2 separate regions of the Pan troglodytes genome follow, and region 2 is linked to region 1. The links are chromatin contacts, called in public Hi-C maps. All regions are on one chromosome and are shown on one strand. Each heading gives the region's core, a stretch centred on a gene start, on an enhancer-like site or on the middle of the called end of the contact. The rest is flanking DNA. Distances are from core to core; before and after follow the strand shown. Region 1 has its middle 59 kb from the start of NKX2-6. Region 2 has its middle 120 kb from the start of STC1.

Region 1 (6,616 bases), core at 3,688-6,187:
TGATTAGGCACTACATTTATAAAAAGTTCATCATGCATGGGCAGAGGCTACTGCCTCGTGAGCTTCTCCAGAGTTTAAGAAAGGATCCATCTATTCTGCTAGGCCCTGTGTTTGGGGAGGCCAATCTCCTCACCTGGCTGCCTATGTTGAGTGGGCTCTAAAGCAGAAGAGGCCAAGGGAAACTTCCTGTTCAGCATGCAAAGTGTCACTTAGTGACCCTGCTTCCAGCACATTACCTGAGTGCCAGAATTAATCTCCAGGCATGGGGTGTGGCAGGGGGAATGGCAGGTACAGGGGAAGTTGCCTCGTTGCCTGAAGATGGGAGAGAAAATATGGGTATCTAAATGGTTCCTTATGCAAATGTTCCTGCAGCCTGCTTTTTGCCCTTTCCCAATGCCTCCACCTTCAGCGGTACCTGATGCCTCTGATTTCAAGCTTCTCAGAGTTTTCACAACAAGAATGGGTTTCTTCCTTCTTGATTTTACCCCCATGCCAACCTCACAGACAGCTGAGTGTTAGCTTTCTCCAAAGGAGAAAGAGGGAAAGAGGGAAGGTGGTGGGCGGGGGGGAAGAGAAAGGAAGGAGAGGGAAGGGAAGGAGGGAGGGAGGGAAAGTTTTTCTTGAACATCTGTTATGTACCAGATTCCATCTGTCTTGGGCCCTTCACATAAAGAAACATTGTAATCCCAACAACCTTCTTAGATGGCTACTGGTATCATTACTCACATCCATCATACAGTTGAGGAAACACTGCTCAGAGATACTATTGGGTTGGTGCAAAAGTAATTGTGATTTTTACCATGAGAAGCAACGGCAAAGACCACAGTTGGTTTTGCACCAAACTAATAGGTAGCTTGCTCAAGGTCATACAACTAGCAAATGTCTGCATTCATACTCAGGGCACTGTGACCCCCAAAACCCATGCTCCTTTCCCCTAATAGAGACATATGGCCCTGGGGACCACTGGCCGCCTCTTAAGTCACAAATTGTTGGCAACCTCTGCCTTTCTTTCATGCAAAGCCAGTTCTGCTGCTGGGGTTGGCTCTGGAGGCCCTTCCGTCTTCTGGTCCCCACAAGCTTAGCCGGCCTTCTCAGGCAGTGCATAGAGTATTTTATATTCTCCCTGGAAGAGGACCAAGGCGCTGTGTTCTCAGCTGCCTGGGCTAAGATCTGAAGCTCAGACCCAGCCACTGACGTCACTCGGCGTGTCCTCCACTTCCACTGGGCCGTTTATGCTGGCACAGCCCGAGAGCAAGGCTGGCGGGAAGAGGATCAGCCCAAACAGCATTAATAAGAGGCAGCTGGTCTTTAAAAGCTTCCCTGACAATGTAAAGAAACTAAGTCAGATGTTTTTGGAAAGGGTATTTGAATGAATGTGTCTAGCACCTCGTCTCTTTCTAGTGCCACTCTTCCTACTTCCTTCCCCACACACTTGCTGCAAGTTTCCTGTGGCTCCTTTCAGCACAAATGGATGATGACCTGATGGGCTAAGGTCAGACACTGGCCAGCGTGAGTTAGGGTCCCAGGACTGAGTTGCAGTTAGGGTGCAACATCAAAGCAGGTGCTCTCTCAGGATCACCCAACAAGCACTCTCGGTGCCTGGCTTACCATGCCCTGGTACCAGCCCTGTGGGGCAGAGTTGCTAAGATTTTTGGGTGGAAAAAGGGTAAGTGGACACAGAAAGTGGGCAGGGATTAGCCTCTTTGTGGATTGGCCTAAAAGCTGTACTAGTTACCACAGTCAAGGCATGGATTATGCCGACAAATGGTAACCTTCCTTCAGGGACTAGAAGAAACTAAACTAAGATAAACTGTGCACCCATCACACACTGGGCAATGTGTTATGGTCTTTTATGTGCTTCAATTCCTATGCTTAATCAAGCCCTACTCAGCTGTCTTCTTCTCAAGCTATTCCAAATACTTCCCCTCCACGTGACCAAGTTCTTGCCTCTTCTGTGAAGCCTTCCCTGGTCAACTCCTCCAACAGAGACCTCTGAGACCTTTCAGTATTTCCTATCTAACCAGTCCACTCTGAACCATGTGGTTTTTGTTGAGGACAATCTGTCCTTTACATTGGCCTATGATTCCTATAGAAGGCCCCGTGCAGGAAATTTCTTTACAAATTCTGTGCCAGAGGAAACTCTCATCATGAAGAACTAGGATTCTCTCCCATTTCTGACAATGAGATCTTTGTAATGGACCATGTTTCCTTCTTGGCTTACCAGGAAACTCCAAGCACAGGGAAGGTTTAATTTAGGTTAGGCGTTCAGAGGTCTCTACTCTATAAGGAAATGGTTTTTTAAGCTGGGACCCAAAGGATGAAAAAGAATTATCCAGATGAATACTGGAGGGAGTATCATCCCTTTCTAAAATGGCAGCATGTGCTAAGGTCCTGAGGCAGAAAAGAACCAAATGCCCAGTGTGGCTGCAGCATGCTGAGTAAAGGATCCAGCAGTACCAACAAGGCTCAAGAATGCATTTGAGACCCTCCAAGAAAGGGAGCTAACTCTTACAGATCCTGTGGGCCATGGAGAGAAGTCTGGATTTTAGTCCAAGTGTGTTGGAAAGCATTTGGAAAGGTTAAGTAACACATTCCATCTTACCTGGCTTTTCAGCAGCAGAGCCAGGTCTCACAACAATTCTGCCTGGTTCTGAAGCCATTCCTTACGGTACCTTTGAAAGCTTGTGAAGTTTTATGTGTAGGTCTGACATGAGCCAATTTACCGCTTAAGATTAATGATTTCTCTAGCAGCTCTGTGGAGAACGCATTGAAGAGAGACAAAAGCAGGGAGAGATCAGTTAAGAAACTATTGCAAGTTGCCAGGTACAAGATGATGGCAACCTAGCCTGGATACATCTGTGGTCATAAAGGGAAGTGAAGAGCACCAGGGCATATTTTGGGGATGGAATCGACAGAACATTTTGGTTGCATAAAGTACCATAAGGAGGCCAGGCATGGTGGCTCATGCCTGTAATCCCAACATTTTGGGAGGCCGAGGCTGGCAGATCAGCAGAGGTCAGGAGTTCAAGACCAGCCTGGCCTACGTGGCAAAACGCCATCTCTACTAAAAATACAAAAATTAGCTGGGTGTGGTGGTGCGTGCCTGTAATCCCAGCTACTTGGGAAGCTAAGGCAGGAGAATCGCTTGAACCTGGGAGGCAGAGGTTGCAGTGAGCCAAGATCTTGCCACTGCACTCCAGCCTGGGTGACAATGTGAGACTCCATAAAAAAAAAAAAAAGAAAAGAAAAGAAAAGAAAAAAAGGTACCATAAGTAATGGCTTCAGAACCAGACAGAATTGTGGTGAGACCTGGCTCTGCTGCTGAAAAGCCAGGTAAGATGGAATGTGTTACTTAACCTCTCCAAGACATAGACCCCTCATCTGCACAATGGAAATAACACCTACCTCAAAGGCCTTAATCAAGTTTTAAAAAACATGATGGCCAGGCACGGTGGCTCACGCCTGTAATCCCAGCACTTTGGGAGGCAGAGACGGGCAGATCACGAGGTCAGGAGATCGAGACCATCCTGCCAACATGGTAAAACCCTACCTCTACTACAATACAAAAAATTAGCTGGGCATAGTGGCGCATGCCTGTAGTCCCAGCTACTTGGGAGGCTGAGGAAGTGGAATCGCTTGAACCTGGGAGGCAGAGTGCAGTGAGCCCTCTCTGGGAAGAAGCTGGGAAGTAAAATTAGCTCTTTACTGAACATTTTGCAGTGTCTTCTTTCTACAAAGTCCCCTCTTTCTCCCCACCCCCCCGCCCCCACCCCCACCCTTCTTTCCTTTCTTTTTCCTCCTGTGCCCTCCTTTTCCTTTCTCTTCTCCTCTATAGTCATGGCCTCTGGAGATCTCCTGTCCCCAGTGTTAGGACTCAGGACCAAGAAAGCCCACCTCTGTCTATTCTCCACCCTTCTGTCCTCAGCAGCTCACAGCTGAATTCTCTAAGGTCAGTGAATTCTCTAAGGAGAAGTGAGCCTCTGAACTCAAATTCTCTCTTTCTCTGCTAGGAAGGAACCTAAGAAGTTCGATTTCACCAGCTTTCCCCACAAATTTTCTACGGGCTTAGGGCCACTGGCTATATAATTCAGTGTCTTCAGTACACTAGACCAAAGCAGTTGCATAATGTCCGGCCAGGCTTCCAGAAACCTCACAAAGCCAAGCTTCCAAAATAGCCCCGGTAAATGAGCCCAAATAATATGTGAAATTGTATCAGGGCTGCTGTGCCCAGAAGCCTCACACAGAACGGGGAGGGGCACTCACCAGACCAGGTTGCTGACACTCGATATCTTCTCACCGCCATGGGCTGATTAGAAAGGGATTAAGATTAAGTGGACGGGGGCAACTCCAGTGCATAAGGCTGGAGCGTGACGATGAGAGGAGAGCAGTCAGCTAACAACTAAGCCCTATGATGGGACCCAAGCAGCCAACACACCGAACCCTTAGCGGTAGCTGGGATTCCTGCTCTGCACTTCACCTGTGTTGCTCTCACGTGTGTCCCCACGGCTCCATCATCATTTCCTCTTGGTAGATGGAGACACCAAGGCTCAGAGCTGCTCAATAGCCTGCCCAATCCACCATCATCTGTCTCCTCAAAGTCGTGCTCTGGTCCACAAGGGCTACCAGCTGTAGTTAACTCATATGTCACAGGTGCAAGCCGGGCTAAGCTGCTGGGCTCCAGAAGAGAGGCAATGAGTTGCTCCCAGGGAGATTGGCTCTCAGGAAGGACGTATTTGGATCTGTCTCTGTTTAAAGTTCTCTGTGGCACTGGTTTTAATGCTGCACAATTCTAGCTGTTGAATAACAGCTCAGAGGACAGGGCAAACAAAAGGAGAAACTATGAATACAGTGGGAGCCCCTGGGAGCTGCAGGAGGAAGTCATGCGCAGTGCGGCCAGGTGTCCACCTGCAGGCACTCTCAGCTCCCCCAGTTGCTCCAGCAGAGGGTGCTGCTCATGGTCCCTGCGTGGACCCCAAACCTGGATCTTCATGCTGCAGCTGCCCTGTTGCCACCAGGCCTCTCTTCCGTCTAGCCTCCCTCCTGCATCTGCCAAGAAAACGAAGGCTCTGGGACAGGACCCACCTCAGGGTCCCATGTCCTTACCCACAGCCTACCTACGTCCTCCCAATCCACTCCTAGCTTTTCTATGCCAACCTCAGTGGAATGCATGCCCCTTCCTTCACCCAGGCAGGGCCACCAAAAATGCCCTTCTGAGCCTTGGTTCCTGTTGCTGCTCTAGTTTCGAATCCCACTTAACTCTTTCAGCCCCTAACCTTGCCCATGTTGTACTCAAAAATATCATTTAACATCCCAAGTGTCCATGTCAGATGAACGGATAAATGAGGTCTATACATACAGTGAAATATTATTCAGCTTTAAAAAGGAAGGAAATCCAGGCCAAGTGTGGTGGCTCACACTTGTAATCCCAGCACTTTGGGAGGCCGAGGTGGGCGGATCACTGGAGGTCAGAAGTTTGAGACCAGCCTGGCTAACAGGGTGAAATCCTGTCTCTACTAAAAATACAAAAATTAGCTGGACGTGGTGGTGGGCACCTGTAGTCCCAGCTACTCAGGAGGCTGAGGCAGGAGAATCACTTGAACCTGGGGTGGGGGGCGAGGAATCAGTGAACCAAGAGAGCACCACTGTACTCCAGCCTGGGCGACAGAGTGAGACTCAATCTCAAAAAAAAAAAAAAAAATTCCTACAAAAAAATTTAAAAATTAGCTGGGCATGGTGACATACTCCAGTAGTCCCAGCTACTCAGGAAGCTGAGACAGGAGGATCAGCTGAACCTGGGGAGGTCGAGGCTGCAGTGAGCCATGATCATGCCACTGCACTCTATCCTGGACAACAGAGTAATGACCTTGTCTCAAAAAATAAATTTTAAAAAGGAAGGAAATCCTGACACATTGTGACAGGATGCCATGTGAAATAAGAGTCACAAAAAGACATACCGTATGATTCCATTTGTATGAGGCACCTAGAAGAGTCAAACTCACAGAGACACAAAGCAGAACAGGGCCGCCAGGGTCTGGGGGATGGGGAAATGGGAGTTTGTGTTTAATGGGCACAGACTTTCCATTTGGAAAGATGACAAAGTTCTGCAGATGGATGATGGTGGTGGTAGTGGTCACACAATAATATGAATGTTTTTATTGCCACTGAACTGTACACTAAAAAATGGTTAAAAACGTAAATTTTATGTTACGTATATTTGATCACTTTTTAAAACTTCACGTAAAAGTAAAAACCAGTTTCAAAAATGAAATCGCTTAGAAGCCTCTCTCCAGGGAGCCTTCCCTGAACACCCAGGCTTCACTAGATGCTGCCCTGAGCTCTGTCGGTAGCTCTATCATAGCACTTCTCACATTTTACTTAAAATGTCTATTATGTGTCTGTTTGTGTTTCCCAATAGAACATTAAGGCTGCGGGCACAATTTCATCCGCTTTCAGGTACTTGGTGCCTGGTCAGCACCTGTCACATACACACGCTCACAATACATGTCCCTTCAATGAAACAACTGAACCCTACATCTGTTGCCTCTCATCCTCTGGTTTTCCATTGTCAAGCTCCTCAAAAATGTCAACCTAAACACCCTTTCCTGTTTCTTCAGTT
Region 2 (6,455 bases), core at 3,047-5,546, 210 kb before region 1:
AAAGCAGGATCCCTCCTATCAAAATCCTGCCCTTTCTTCCGGATTCAGCACACCTCTATCCTCATGTGCAGTCTTTCCTAACATGTGCCTGTGGGGACCTTTCCTGGCCCAGAATCCCATAGCACTGGCAGTACATGTCGTCTGTGTAGCCTTTGATTATGTTCCATGTTGGATTGTGCACTTATCTTTTCACAGGTGTTAATCTTATTGCTCCAGCTGAATAATGGGGCAGAGGCTTTGGTTTGAGCCACAGGTGGGATTCAAACATGTCTGAGCAGCCTGGCCTGTGTGATGACCAAATGGTGGGGCCACCATATGTTATTTGCATATGAGGTTTTTGCTGAAGATTTTGGACGGGTGCGTGTGTATGTATTGCCAAGTGGAGGAGGGGAATACAATGAACGCGGGAAAGCCTTGTGTCTGACTTTAGATATTAGACCTCTACTAAGTCTTCAGATTCAGGTATGGGGAAGAGAACTGTGATATGGTTTGGCTATGTCTGCACCCAAATCTCATCTTGAATTGTAGTTCCCACAATTCCCATGTGTTGTGGGAGGGACCTGGTGGCAGATAATTGAATCATGGGGGAGGTTTCCCTCACACTATTCTTGCAATAGTGAATAAGTCTCAGGAAACCTGATGATTTTATAAGATAAACCATTTTTCTTCATAAGAGAACCTTTTGCTTGGCTCTCATGCCCTCTTTGCCTGCTGCCATGTAAGACGTGCCTTTCTCCTTCCGCCACGATTGTGAGTCCTCTCCAGCCACATGGAACTATGAGTCCATTAAACCTCTTTTTCTTTATAAATTACCCAGTCTCAGGTATGTCTTTATCAGCAACGTGAGAACAGACTAACACAAACTGTTAGCAGAACTGACAGATTTTTATTATTACTATTATTATCATTTTTTTTTTTTTGAGCAAGCCTTGAGACCAGGGTGCTAAGCTATCCTGCTTTGATGCCCATATGATAAAGAGAAACAGACGGCAGGTAAGCCAGGCACAGCTGCCCACTTCTCAGAGAGAATCAACCTCGCAGTGGCTCAGGGAGTGCTAGAGCCTCCAAGGGCAGATTTGGACCCCATTAAAAAGGAGAATTCTGGACTCCCTCCAATGACAGATGGGTAAAAATGTTTACTAGCAGTGTATGTTGGCATTTTACGGACTTGGGCCAACTCCCTTTTGAATCCCCGTTGAAAGTAGTGGGGAATTGTATGGGGGTTTACACTTCTACCTTTTTCAGGCACTTAACTTGATCTGGAGATATTTAAATTATTACTTTTACAGTGACCTCATTTTTAGCCATAGACCAGTGAAGCAGGAGGAGCCTGAACCCTAATATAAACCCCATAGGTGGAAGGCTACAGGTGTTCACTCATCCAGAGCAACCCAACTCACTGATCTGGTGGATTCTGGTTAAACAAATTTTTCTAAAATAGGAATAAGTAACAAATGTCGATTCTGATTCAGGCATATCAGAATCCAGACTGAGAGGAACAGCTCCAATTTCTAGCAGTGGACTGGGAAAGTCACATAACCTCGCTGAACTTCATTTTCCTTACAATAAAAAGTAGTAATTCTTAGCCTGATTTCTTTGAGGGGTATTAGGGTAATTCACTGAGATCAAGTATGTGAAAATGCTTTAAAAACTATCATGCACCAAAAACTTAAAATACTATTTTTATAATAATTATAAGAAACACAATTCTTATGATTCTCTATCTGAAGATTAAAGATTGAGACAATAATTAGAATAATTTTTTTCTAAATTTACTTCATTAGCTAAATATTTGGAACAAAACAGAGCTAACTGGTTTTCCAATTCACCTTGCACCACTGAAATTAAAAAGAAGGCCTAGGAAATAAGCTTTTGGCTTTATCAAGGGTTTAAGTCCATTTGCTTATTATTAAAATGTCCCACACATTGGGAGGGGCGCAGCCTCAAACACTGATGGGGAAAACATCACCATTTGAATGTGATTTTATTACTTATAAAATGAAAGACATCCCAGGTATGTTATCTTGTTCTTGCCTTCTTCAGTGATTTAATGCCAGATGATGTTTTGTATCTTTCAAACATTTTTACATCACAGAGCTTCTCGCACGCTATTGTTACTCTCCCAATTATAAAAGCTAAGAGATTTTTCTCAGTGCCTTCCTTCCCTGACACTGATGTCTTCTATAAGAGGCAGCATTTTGGAGGCTGCTATTTCTTGGGGGAAGTGATAGCTTTTGCTAATATTATTAATATCACATTTTTTATTCCCACTGAGCGTTTTTCTGACCAGATCACCAATTTGTGCAAAAATAGTCCCATAGAAATTTTAAAAGGTCTAAAATTGCACATTTCACCTTATGTTGATTTTTTATTTTTATTTCTATTTTACGTGTATATAATTAATATACAATAAGATGCACAGATCTTTAAGAGATTCGGGCACTTTCACAATTGTATATGTCACATAACTAGCCAAAATGGGATAATAAAAGTATGGATATTAGAGAAATCCACCAGCAATAACGATAGCAATATTGCAGATCTGTGTTTTTCTACTGCTCTGCCTGAGCTAGCTTTTATGACTTATAGGGTGGCTTTCCAGAGTACTTGGGATTCCAGTAGATTTGTAGAGAAAAGAATCTCAACACTGATCCTGTCCAACTCTGATGTTAATTTGCGGGCTCAAATATTTAGTAGATTTGCACGCATCTTTAGATATTTTCTGATTATAAAGGTAACTCGTGTTATTGAAAAAAATAGAAAATACAAGAAACATCAGAAAATGCTTTTAAAATCTAAAAAAGAAAACATAGATTATTCAAAATCAATGCAATATCAGCTTTATGTCTACCTTCTTTTAGGTACACATTTTTAGATAAAGAGATGATAGATAGCGGTGTGTGTATGTGTGTGTGTGTATTCTTAAAACAGAATCTTACTACACATACTGTTTTATGCTATTAAGCAAAAGAAGGGATTTCTGATTGAAGGTCCTGCACCCTCCGTCTAACCTGTGCATCTTTCTTCGCAGACACTGGAGCTCACTGGAGAAGACAGGCTTGTGGATCTCAGGAATCCACCTAGCCCCACACCCAGCCTCCAGAGAGGGCTGCAGCTCAAGTCCCTTGGGGGCCTGCCTGTCCAGCTTTCTGAAAGCTAGGAAGCTGACAAGGACCTTCTGAATGTCTAATTCAAGACTTGTAAAACATTGCAGGGTATTTAGATATCAGTATGCATGAGCCTCTCTCCTCTGGCCAATTATTGGGTTCCCTGTGTGAACAAATCCTTCTCAGCAGCTCCTGGCATGAGATGCTTACCGCTGATGCCATAAATCGCCTGCCTACGACGACCAGCATGGAGTTGTGTGAGTATTTCTAATCCTGTCATCGAAACTCAGTGTGATTCTGAGACTGTGCACTGAGGAATTGGGTTTTCAAGACAAAGTGACTACAATATAAACCAATAAGATGAATTTCTGTAGGCAAATTTATTCAAGGTCATTATTTTATCTGTTTCTTTGATTAATATTTTCAGAAACCTTCAAGTTCTCTATTTCAAATTTTCTCCACCCTCAGTATAAAATCATTTTTTTCATGCAAAGTAATGTTAGCTTGTTAATCTTCAAGTAACACCCTCCCCCCCAAAAAAAAAATTATATTGCCCCTCTTGAATAGCGCATAGATTCCAAGAAGGATGAAGTAAGAAGAGATCCTCTCCAGGCTATATGAAAGATAAGAGCTGTGTTCACAAAGGAAAGGGAGGGTAGAAAAGAAAAAAAAAAAGAAAGAAGAAATTGATTCCAAGTGAATTCAGCAAAAGAAAGCCTGTGATTCAGCAAAAGAAAGCCATGGACGATTATGTTTAGCTCACAGACACTCATATAACTGCAGCTGGGAAAAGACTGCTCTCTAATCTCAGCCTTTCCAGCCAGCCAGAAGCAAGGAACATTACTCATAGCTATTCTTTCTTTCTTTTTAGGAAAACCAGCTCCAAGGGAAGATCCCATGCTGTCTAAAAGAAGCTACCTATGAAGAAAAATGAGAACAATTAAGCCCTAAATCTGTACAAGAAACTTTTAACAGCTGAGACTCTAAAACAAAAATGGAAATAATGCTAATGATTATGTTTTATAGCCTCAACATGCCTTACATCTGGAAAAGTTCCAAAGCCCTCAGCAGGTTGTCACATTGATAGAAGGGGCCCCTGCTGAGACGCAGCTGCTTCTGGGGAAGAGCTGGCATCTGGAGAACAGCTGCATATCAATCCCCCACCACACGAAGGGCAGGAAAGCAAGAGAAACCGTCTGCAAGGACACTCCTTCCACCTGGAGCCTCTCTGTCTTGCTCCAAAGACTCAGAGAGGCTGAGGCTTCACATTAGCAAACTAATTGAAATGCAATCCAAGCTTAACTATCTGTAAACCCGGTGGAAGGAGATGGTTTGGACAGTCAAGCTTTCTAGCTAACTGAAGGTTTCTGACACATTAAAGCACCAACAATTGTTTAACCATTACAGATGAAAACTTTTCTAAAACGTATCGCTGGATTCCCTAACCTTCTCAATCAAATTAACTATATATTCCTAATGTTACAGCTTCAATTAATCCTGTTCCATCAACACAAAAAGACTGATGCTGGGTCAGTGGGCTTTTGTTTTTGTTAGAGAGACTTCCAAAACATACTCTATATATAACAATGTGTGTGGGGGTGCATACACACACAGACATATGCACACACACTCATACACAGAGGGAAGGAGGAAGAGAGAAATGACACTGGAGTGGAAATTGGCAGACTACATTACTAGTTTCATGCTTCTATTAACTAGCAGTGTGACTTTCAACTAGTCACCTCACTCTCTGTGTCTCTATTTTCTCATAATCTGAGGGAGGGTCCCTAAGTGTTCTTTAAGATCTGATCAGATTTTAATCTTGGTGATTCTCTAGGAATTATATTGCTCCAAATTCTTTCCTCTCTTCTCCCCCTTTCTCCTTCTTTCTTTTTCTTCTTCCTTCCTTTTTTTCTTTTTTTACTTTCCAACAACTGATTATTCATTATTTGAAGTGCCAAATGAACCAAGTAAATCTGAAATGCTATGCAATCCAAAAGAACTACAATGTGTAAGCTGTGGCCAACACTGAGGTGTGCATTTTCAATTGGATGGCATGGTACCTGTCCTCAAGGATCTTAAGTATCATTATAACATTATTATAACACATTTCAATAATCACATTTCCTCTACCTGATCCCTAACATTTGAGAATTACATGTGTTGAGAATTAAGAAGGCAAGAGAGTGGCCAGGCGCAGTGGCTCACACCTGTAATCGCAGCACTTCAGGAGTCCCAGTGGGGAGGATCACTTGAGTCCAGGAGTTTGAGACCAGCCCTAGCCACAAAGCAAAGCCCCTAAATACAAAGATTAGCTGGGTGTGGTGGTGTGAGATTGTAGTCCCAGCTGCTCAGGAGGCTGAGGCAGGAGGATCATTTGAGCCAAGGAAGCAGAGGTTGCAGTGAGCTGGAATTGCGCCACTGCACTCCAGCCTGGGCAACAGAGGGAGACCCCATCTTAAAAAAAAAAAAAAAAAAAAAAGGCAAAAGATAGCCATGGACAAAAATAACCTAAGAAGTCTTCTTGGAAGTAGTGTATGAGATATGTAAGATTTGCATTCAAAGAATGGGTTAAGAAAGATACAGTAGTTGAGGACACAATATGCACAAAGACGAGGGCATAGAAGAAACATGATCTGCACAAGGTAATACTCATCGGGCATCCAAAGCGGCCCACAGTGCTGCCATAGAGCACACTGCAGACTATATAAACTAGAAAGAACGAGCCCAGGCTAAAGGACTTAAAAACTAAAATTTTATAAAATATTTATTGAGCAAAACAAATCGGTCTTCAGGCAAGACATGCCAGTAGGACCACAGTTTGTGACCTTGTATAATTATTTCAATGGCTTGCTGTTTTATTTTTAAAAAGAGAGGTAAAAGGAATCAAAATTATATGGCCTTCATAAAAAAATAAGTCGACTTAAGGTCTTGATGAATAAAACATGACGAGGTTAATTTTAAATCCCTTTTATACTATCTGTCTTCTGAAGAATTTTCCATTGTCCTTGTACAATAATGTAAGTTATCACATTGGGGATTTTTTGCTCATCTATAAATAGCTCTTTCACCCATAACCCAGGGATGACAGCCTACTTTTATTATTTTAACATGCCTCCAACTATGAAAATGCTATTTCTAGGAAGTCCAAACTGCCACAGCAACATTGCTGTCGGTTAGTCTGAAATGCACATGTTAGGCAAATGTTGCAAGACAGAGGGCTTCTATGCTGAGCCTTATTCTGATTCAGCAAAAGAAGGAAAAACCAGAGGGAAAACTGGCACTATACTGCTAGGAAGAAATCCTGGCAGCCGATGCTAAGGGTAATTATCAAAACCAGGAGCTGGA

What was found. Hi-C and Micro-C count contacts between places; a contact is called where the count stands out from the background.
Region 2: a Hi-C map of induced pluripotent stem cells shows a contact between it and region 1, with 2.1 times the contacts expected there. The contact joins two enhancer-like sites. A contact is called at or near these places in 3 of 7 Hi-C or Micro-C datasets (induced pluripotent stem cells and stem cell-derived neural progenitor cells).

What each region holds. Positions count from the first base shown.
Region 1 is chr7:32,120,307-32,126,922 of NHGRI_mPanTro3-v2.0_pri, reverse strand. No RefSeq gene overlaps it. Among named protein-coding and RNA genes, the nearest start is that of NKX2-6, 59 kb to the right of the region's middle. Within about 2 kb of position 4,937, at least 1 of the 24 cell types and tissues checked has an H3K27ac peak or open chromatin away from gene starts, as enhancers often do. A contact at or near this core is called in induced pluripotent stem cells, where this site is marked.
Region 2 is chr7:32,334,037-32,340,491 of NHGRI_mPanTro3-v2.0_pri, reverse strand. No RefSeq gene overlaps it. Among named protein-coding and RNA genes, the nearest start is that of STC1, 120 kb to the right of the region's middle. Within about 2 kb of position 4,296, at least 5 of the 24 cell types and tissues checked have an H3K27ac peak or open chromatin away from gene starts, as enhancers often do. A contact at or near this core is called in induced pluripotent stem cells, where this site is marked.